Linked DNA regions of Rattus norvegicus: region 1 is linked to region 2. A link is a contact called in public Hi-C data. All regions are on one chromosome and are shown on one strand. Each heading gives the region's core, a stretch centred on a gene start, on an enhancer-like site or on the middle of the called end of the contact. The rest is flanking DNA. Distances are from core to core; before and after follow the strand shown.

Region 1 (4,461 bases), core at 1,679-4,178, 86 kb after region 2:
TTATGATTTATCATGTTCCTTGTGGGCTTGGTTTCCAGACACACATGTTTAAAGGGCAAATCCCCTCAGCTTCCTGTGGATTCTGGCAATTACTCAACATCCTTGGAAAAAATTCCTCTCGTGCTCACACCCGCTACAGAGTCCCTTTTGTGGGCAGATGCAAGCAGCTACCATGTATGTACCAAGGGCTGTGACATGGCCAAATCAGGCTAAAGTCAGGAAGGCAGACATGCACCCAAGGCAGATTCATGGTTCCTGCCGTGTGGGTTTGAGCTCGGACCACAGGTGCTGTGTGTGTGATTTAGTTCCTAGGGCCACAGATACCAGCGAGGCTGATGAGCAGCTCACCGGGATCAAGCAGTTTGTTAAAAATAAACAAAGGGAAGATTTGCTGCTGTTGTTTTCCCAGTATGGGCCTGAATGAGAACTGCATCCTTGGGGTTGCTGACACTGGGGGCCGGGATTGGACCGGGGACACGGAGCTGTATCTGGGAACTGAATCCCGAGCCCAGCTTATCTTGTTAAAGAAGACTCTGTTTCTTCTTCATTTGTAAGTTTGAAAGTCTAACATTCATATCCAAAACACTGTTCCAAAGACTGTGGTTTGTTTGACTTTATAGGATCTGAATAGAAGGTGTTTGGGGAAGTGGAGGAGGGTCAGGAGGCCTGTGGTCTGATTCTCTTTGGTTATGTAACAACCCCTGCACCCCACCCCCGCCCCCGTTAGTGAGTTTGTCTTCCACACCTGGCTCCTTTCCACACAGGATTATCTCCTCCCTTCAAAACAACCCTCCAAGCTGAGATTATGAGCTCAGTTTTACAGGGCGAGCCTACATTTGAAGGCCGCAGAGCTGTGCTGTTGAAACACTTGACCCCAGGTGATCTGGCTGTAGTTCCAATTGAATTCCATGGAACACATTATCCTGTCTCCTTTGGGGAGGGGGATCCCATGTCAAGAAATCACATCATCTGCCCATTATTGCAGGAGTCATAGCTCACTGCTGGAGTAGTGTGGGGCTAGAGATAAGCTTTCTCTGGGGGGTTTATTAAGGTCAGTTACCTGATCGGGAAGGTATCAGTCAGGAATAAATCTTTCTGACCTAAAATCAAATGCCATGATTAAAACATCGGGTTGTATAACCCTTCTAGGCCTGATCTCTCTCCTAGACAGAGTGCAGACATTGTGTCCAGTTGTCACTGAGGTTGGTGGGAGAAGGTCGTCTGAGATCCAAGCACCAGAGTGGACTCTGTGGGGTCAGATCTGCCAAGTCACAAAGGCGAAGATGGAGGGGAGGTTAACAAGTCACAGTGACTCGAGTGCTTTTGTAGGTCAGGATGTCAACAAATGCTTACTGAACACCTATGACACATCACTCTTGTGTAAGGATTAAGTCGTATCATCTTTAGTCCTCAGTATAGATCCTTGAGGCCTTATTTTTTTAAGTAGGGAGGCAAACTCTGAGAAGGCCAGTGACTTTGCCAACATGGATGACCCTGATGAGCTATGAGGGACGCAACCTGTAACTTTCTTCCCGAAGCTCAAATCTCCTGGCATACCTGATAGCCACTAAGGATGTCTGGTTACACCCAAGTAGAGTTAAAGTTGTTACTCGCATTCGAGAATCAGTCACCAAGACTTTTTATTCTGTGATATGGGCACTGCCTTCACAGTAAAAGAGAGTCTTTAGATAAAGGGATAGATACACGTTTTGGTTTTGGATGTGCTTTATGGAAAGTGTAGCAAACATATGGGCGCACGGGGACACAGGACAATGACAATGAAGTCAGCAGCAGAGGAAGTTGTAGAGTTATACTAGTAAATATGACAAGAGTTGTTCCTCGCCTGAATAGTTAATATGCCAGGACATGGAGGCTCCATGTTTTAAAGAACTGATTGATACTTTTGAGTTTTATAGTTACCAATGCTGAGAAGGCCATGTTCCGTCAATATACAATCTGAAACAGAGAAGTGTATGTAAGACCCGTTGTCAAGCTTGTTGGAAGTCCTGTCTGAGACACAAGCTAAAAGTAACTAATTTATCAGTATTGTTTAGGCGCTCACTGCTAACTTGGATAGCAATCCTCACAATCAAATGTTCGAACACAACATGATCCTCATGAGACACTTCCTGGTTGAGGCAAGTTGATGGAACATCTCCGTTTTCTATAATTAAGCTGCTACACTTCTAGAAGAGCACAAAGCTACTGTGTGTAAAGTAAACACACTGCGTAGTCCGTAGCCTGCCATGTGTCTGAGCATGATGTCTCTGGATAGTGGATGGGAGGAGTGATGGCATATACAGGGCACAGGCGTGTCTCAAGCTGGGGCCACACAGCTGTGCAGGGTAACACAGGTGAGCCTAGACCGAAGCACTTTGGAACTGTTACACAATTTAGGTTGAGTTTATCTTTGGTCATCGCACATTCAGGAGTTTTCTGCTATTGTCACTCTCTTTGGAGCGGTCACCTTCAGTTAAGTGACCCTGTAGTGGGGGTCATTTCAGTTTAAGAAGCTGGCTTTGTAACATATTTAAATATGGGCACAGTATTCACCAGTGCAAAGGCCTAGTGACAAGAGAACATTTTTACATTGTTCATCCCAGTACTGTAGTGGTGTGGGAAGCTGCTTTTTAATGAAAGTTATTAGAAATACTGACTTTCATATTATATATATGTATATTTATAAAATATGTGGGTATCTATAGCATATATTTTGCTGCCTTCAAACAACCACTTATGTCAAAGCAGAAACAGAAAAAAAAAAAAAGAAGAAGAAGAAGAAGAACAAAACAACATTGAGATTTTCCCAAGCATTTACAAACATGTCGAACAGCCTGGGACTTTCTGGGATCCTGTACGAGCCCTGGTCTGTGACCTAAGGTAACATTTTTGTTTGGTACAGTTCATATCTTCTGAGTGAGTCTGTCACATATTCAGAGCACTGGGACACCCCCAGGGGAGGCTTGTGCTGAATGAATAACTTAGTCAGGCAAAGAATGGCCACTGTAAAACCATTCCTTAGCGCGGGCTTCTGGCAGGGCCAAGTGTTACTTTAGGATTTAAGGAAGTATATTGGAGTCTTGTATGTGGTATGCTTCAAACATTTCTTTCCTTAAAAAGGACTAAAACCCACTGTTCTTTTCTCTCTCTCTCTCTCTCTCTCTCTCTCTCTCTCTCTCTCTCTCTCTCCCCTCTCTCTCTCTCTCTCTCTCTCTCTCTCTCTCTCTCTCTCTCTCTCTCTCTCTCTCTCCTGTTTGTCTCATTTCCTTCTCCATCCACCCCCTTTCCCTCCTCTCCCCTCCCCCCACTTCCTCTTCCCCTCCCCCGCCTCCTCCTTTCCCTGTTGTGACTTAAGTTCTTCTGCAATTAACATCCCATCTCTGCCAGCAGAGGGCACTGTTTGCGCGTTTAAGCAGAAGTCTCGGCTTTGTCTTTCCAGTGTGAACAGTCTCTGAGTCACAGGCAGGCCAGCTATTTGACCAGCAAGATGCTGGTGAGAAGGCCAGCCTGGGTGGTAGTGTTTCAGCATCATTTTGCAGAACATTTCCTTTGTTGCTTGGAGAAATGTTCGTTGCAAATACACTTGTAGTTCCCGGTGGAAAATATATATGTTTTGAACGTGAGCGAAGGCACTGGTGTGGAGTCACTCGGCATCTAAATATCACAAGTGCTTCGTTAGGGTGTCGGATTCTGGAGGTATCCGCACCAGAGTAGCTCAGCTCGCTGCAGGGGCGTCATGAATAATTTCTGTAGCAGCTGATGACATCATAAAGCAATCAGGCATTCCCTGCACCCTGTAATCGATGAGCTTAGATGTCTTGGGATGGAAGGGTGGAAAGACACTTTTCCTCTCACTGGGTTTGAGCATTTTGGAATTAGTCAGTGGCTGTTCACGAAAATAAAGCAAGTCACGTTCAGCTTTCAATCCATTGTGGAATATTTTCTTGAGAGTTGCATATACATCGTTTATAATATTGAATTATATATTTTGTAGTGGGGGCTGGGGATTTAGCTCAGTGGTAGAGCACTTGCCTAGCAAGCGCAAGGACCTGGGTTCGGTCCCCAGCTCCGGAAAAAAAGAAAAAAAAAAAAAAAGAAAGAAAAAATTTAAATATATTTTGTAGTGGAATTGAGGTACTTTTGTATTTTTATAGCAATTATTAAAAAAAATTAATCGAAGTATAGATGAGAACCACGCACTCTAACAATGAAAGTCACGATTAGGCAGACAGCGACTGTTCCATTCCTCCCTTCTCTGGCCTCAGTGTCTCTCTCTGCTCAGGTGTAACTTTTTAATTCTGGAACCTGTTTTTTACTTACCCACTCCATCTCTGAAATAGTCAGCTTGTCTTGCTGGTCTCTAAGCTACTACCTTTAGGTGTTAGCTATAGTTTGATTGAAGCATGAGTATGTTGCCCAGGGTTGTGTGCTAAACCTCGGTCACCAGTGTGGTAATGCTGG
Region 2 (4,451 bases), core at 1,285-3,784:
CCACGGATTGGATGAGTGGTGTAAGGACCATAGCCATACTGGGTGACAGCTTAGCTGTAGGTACTGGAACCTGTGGACTACATTTTCTCTCCTAAATGTACTAAAAATCAGCCACCTAAGGAAATCCTATGAGATAGATTTTTGGAATAAATAGATGTTTTTTCTTTAATATATATTATATAAAGATAAAGAGTATATATTTATACATTTTATAAATATATAAAATATAAACAATATATATTTATATAATAGAGTATATACTATATTATTACATAGTTATCGCATACATAAATATTACACACTATATAATTCATTGTATTATACATAATATATTATGTATAATTAATATATATTACAAGTATAGATATTATATAATATATTTTATAAAGGATAATATATATAAAGAATATAATACATTTAATAATAAAGATAATATATAAGAATATAAGAATAAAATTTAGTAACATATTTAATAATAAAGATAATATTTTTAAATATATATTTAAAGATATAAATATATTATATATGTGACATATATCTTATACATGTACATAAAGATATATGTGAAGACATGTAAAATAAAATATATCTTAGATATAATATATCTTTATTATACATGTATTTGCATATGTATTTTTATAGCTTATAGTTGCTAAACCTAACCAGGACTCCAATGCTCTAAATGCTCTCAGGGGCTCTGAGATTTTTATACTTTAGAGGAAGCAGGAATGAGGAAATTTGCTGAGAAGAGGGATATTTAAGGAGAGAGGCAGGGAAAGGGGGAAGTTGTGGGGAATGCCCGTGGTCCCTCTGGTCACAGGGCTGCCTGTAGCCTGGGGAAAGTGCAGCAGATTGTGTCAGTCCTGGAAGGTAGTTATGAGGCTATCACTTAAGTGTAGAGGTGGGGATCAGAGATGGATGAAGCTTACGGTCCCCCAAAGAAGGCTTTTGAAACATTTTGGGGATCCCTCCCTGAATAGCTGGAGATGTTAAAGCTTAGAGCTAAGATCACTGTGGTTCTGAGTATGCGTTACTCAGGTTAGGACCACTCAGATGTCACAGTAAATCTAGACTTGAGAGTTTGTGGTGATCACTAGTATTGAGTTTTTTCTTCATTGAATATAAATCTGTTCATTAGTTCTAAGATTTTGCTTGATTTGAAAGGACTGGATTTTTGGGTCTCGGAAAATGAAGACACAAAATAAAATAACAATATAGGAATATTAATTGTTTTGTCTTGTTTTCTGTTTGTTTTTCAATACAGGGTTTCTCTGTGTAACCCTGGCTGTCCTGGAACTCTCTATGTAGACCAGGCTGGCCTCCAACTCAGAGATCCATCTGCCTCTGCCTCCTGAACACTGGTATTAAAGATGTGCATCGCCACCACTCGGCAGTATTAACCTTGACTATAAATACACTTTCATATTAGAAACACTGAGGCGTGAATTGTTGATAGCTGCATTTTTAGACTCGAGAAGATCAACTTACTATAAAATCACAGAAACTCAACTTGTGAGTTGTGTAGGTAATCAGACTACAGAGTTGCATCCTGTCTGCCTACTTACCCGGTAGGTCTTTGATGTTAAGGTGAGCTTAAAGCTTGTGTTACTTGGAAGAAGGACAAGGTGAGCACTGGGGGACTGCCCTGCCCTGTAGTGTAGTCATGACTGTAACAGTGACTGCTGAAGACTGATGACCATTGGAGACACTGCCTCTGAAGCTTCGGGTATGTTAGCGCGAGTCTGTGAGCTCCGCATCCCTCTGTAACCAGGAGACAAGGGTGGGGTGGGGGGGGGTTCGCAATCCCATTTTACAGACAAGGAAACCACATCTTAGGATTTTGTTGTTACCTATTTTTATTTTCTCCCAGCAGGGTCTCGTGAGCCCATGCTGGCGTCTAACAGACTACCGGGCAGAGAACACCCTTGAACATTACCCTCTTGCTTCCGTGCCCCAGATGCTGGAATTATGGGCCTGCATCACCACACAGCTTTCCAGCTCAGAAGGTTTAAATATCCCACGGCCATAAAGCTTCAAGACAATGGAGACACGATTTGAAACACACAGGTTGACTGATCCGAAGCTCACTCGTCAAGGGCAGGGAAAGGTGAAATGGTTAAGTCTCAAACTAAGGTATAGACAAGGTCAAAATGGCAAGAGTCCTTGCAAGGGATGGGGGCTTGGCATACGGCTGTGTGGCTCCTTTCTTTGCTCCATAATAATAACCAGACACGGCAGGCAGGGAGCACTTTGTGTGCACTGCCTTTTGATGCTAGCAGCAGCCTAGAGGAACTACTATGGTTTCCGTTACACAGACAAGGCAACTGAGGCTGGAAAAACAATCCGTTTGGTAAGTTTCAACGAGCGTCTGTTTGGCTCCGTGTTGAGCTCATGAATGTAGATTATCTTTTGACCAATGTGACTTCTGTTTTCCCTGACATACCAAGGCATCTTTTCAAAAAACTGTGTTTCTCTTTCTGTCCCTGCCCGCCAAGCCCCCTTAGGGTGTGTGTGATCTCTCAGCTTCATTCTCTCGAAGTTCACACTAGAGGAGCCACACGGTGGCAGTGTAACCTCACAGAGTTCAAACATGAGGAAGGAAAAAAAAAAAAAAAAAAAAACCCAAAACCAAAACCCAAAAAACCCACTTGTTTCCACTACACTAGGCAGGCCAGACTCAAGTCTCACAAACAGACATGGATGGGCAGACTGGCTTTAATTAGACTGACCTTAGCATTTTACACTTCCTGGGCACAGACACACAGGATGCATGCTCCACAAGCCAGGTACTCCCAGGAGTAAAGATTCCAGAGACCCCAATGGCAGGGTGGTGATCCATAACATCTGAGAGCCTCCCCATAACATCAAGACCTCCCCAAACCCAGGAAATGCGAGGCCGACTATTTCAAAAATATTTTGTATCTGATTCTCACAAGCTCCTCCCTCTTTTGACTTTCTGCACGAGGTGGGGGGATTGTCTGAAAGAACAAAAGGAGGGAAAGAAAAACAAATTAGGGGAAAGAAAGAGGGTCAGCCTTGGCTTCAGAAGAGCCCAGAAACTCCAAGAACTCTGTGGATACTTGACACTAACCACAGTACCCAATATCCCCGACACACTTCCTTAAGCATGAGAAGACTTAGCCAATGCCTATTTTACAGTCTGTGAGATACTTTGTTACAAATTTATGATGTATCTTTAGGTGCTGTGTGATGGAAGCTGTTTCTCCAGCACTTTGCTTTCTTTCCTCCCAACTAAGAAAAAAAAAGCCTGAGATCCTTCTATATTATAAGAGGGAGGAAGACTTGGCCACTAGGAGAGAAACCAGCAAGTGATCAAGAGAAAAAGATCCTTACCAATCTAGGAATGCAAAAAAACAAGATTCACGAGGCTGATGGGACACAGATATTTTTATTTGTATCTTTCGAAGTCGTTTTGGAGTAGATGGTAACCAGGGAGAAAAATGCTTTTCAAGACAAGTGGCAAGATTCACACTCCTGACTGCTTGTTTTAGGAAGAGTCTTCGGGGCCAGTTGTGTTTTAGAGATTCGTGAAATCCCTCTTCCCAGGTGCCTGAGTCGTCTGCACTTAGGCCAGCATAAGGAGCCTGTATGCTTTTGTTTGAAACCCGGCCAGCTAGTCTCTGGCTTTATTATGACTTTGGCTCCTGCAGCTGTCTCTAACTCACCCATGGGCCACATGCATCATCCCGGGATAACTTAATATGGCTTAGCACAAAATTATGCACTTACTTAAAACATGAGAGTATTTTTTTTAAAAAAAAAATTATGTAGTTCTCAAGAATGAACTTTGTAGGTGAGAAGGTCATGTTGCAAAGTCAAGAGTTTGGACCCATCTCACAAGGCCTGTTCCTCAACCCAAGTTCTCTCATCTGAAAAATGGGGACGATTACAGTAGCTTCTCTATTTTACAGGTTATTGGAAGAATATGTAAAAGACTAGGATCTAGTAGGCCCTTAATAAACACTGACTGTTCTTAACAAATGTGTCCCGTTATGATAGCAAGAGTCCAGATCATGTTAGATACTACTGAACGAACAATGAAGAGAGAGCTGATCTGGTTTGGAGCTCGACAAAAACATGCTCAGGTCTTTTCAGGGCTCTAGCTCTGTGCTTGGATCTCTCGGAGATGAAGGTGATTTCCTTTATACTTATATAGCATACTTGGTGACCAACAGGCCAGTTACAGACAGTAAGAAGGAGGCATTAGCAGGTCCCTGAGGTCAGAGGTCTCTAGTCTTGATGGGTTCCTGAAGAGATGTTTCAACAAATGGCGGCATTCCTTGACAACAGTTTTGACCTGCTGGTTTCCTGTTTCTTCCTGTGTAGAGTGACGCCCATGTCTAAAACGAAGCAACCTACTGCTGTCTTCCTGTCCTTCCCGCACAGAGCTGAGAATGATTACAGAAATCCCTGCGGTGTCTAGACGGTGG

What was found. Hi-C and Micro-C count contacts between places; a contact is called where the count stands out from the background.
Region 1: a contact with region 2 is called in a Hi-C map of Schwann cells, with 9 times the contacts expected there. The contact joins two enhancer-like sites. A contact is called at or near these places in 10 of 12 Hi-C or Micro-C datasets (the A7r5 cell line, the Rat2 cell line, Schwann cells and 6 more).

Annotation. Positions count from the first base shown.
Region 1 is chr7:32,792,468-32,796,928 of GRCr8, forward strand. No RefSeq gene overlaps it. Among named protein-coding and RNA genes, the nearest start is that of Plekhg7, 100 kb to the left of the region's middle. Within about 2 kb of position 2,929, at least 15 of the 93 cell types and tissues checked have an H3K27ac peak or open chromatin away from gene starts, as enhancers often do.
Region 2 is chr7:32,706,972-32,711,422 of GRCr8, forward strand. No RefSeq gene overlaps it. Among named protein-coding and RNA genes, the nearest start is that of Plekhg7, 17 kb to the left of the region's middle. Within about 2 kb of position 2,535, at least 5 of the 93 cell types and tissues checked have an H3K27ac peak or open chromatin away from gene starts, as enhancers often do.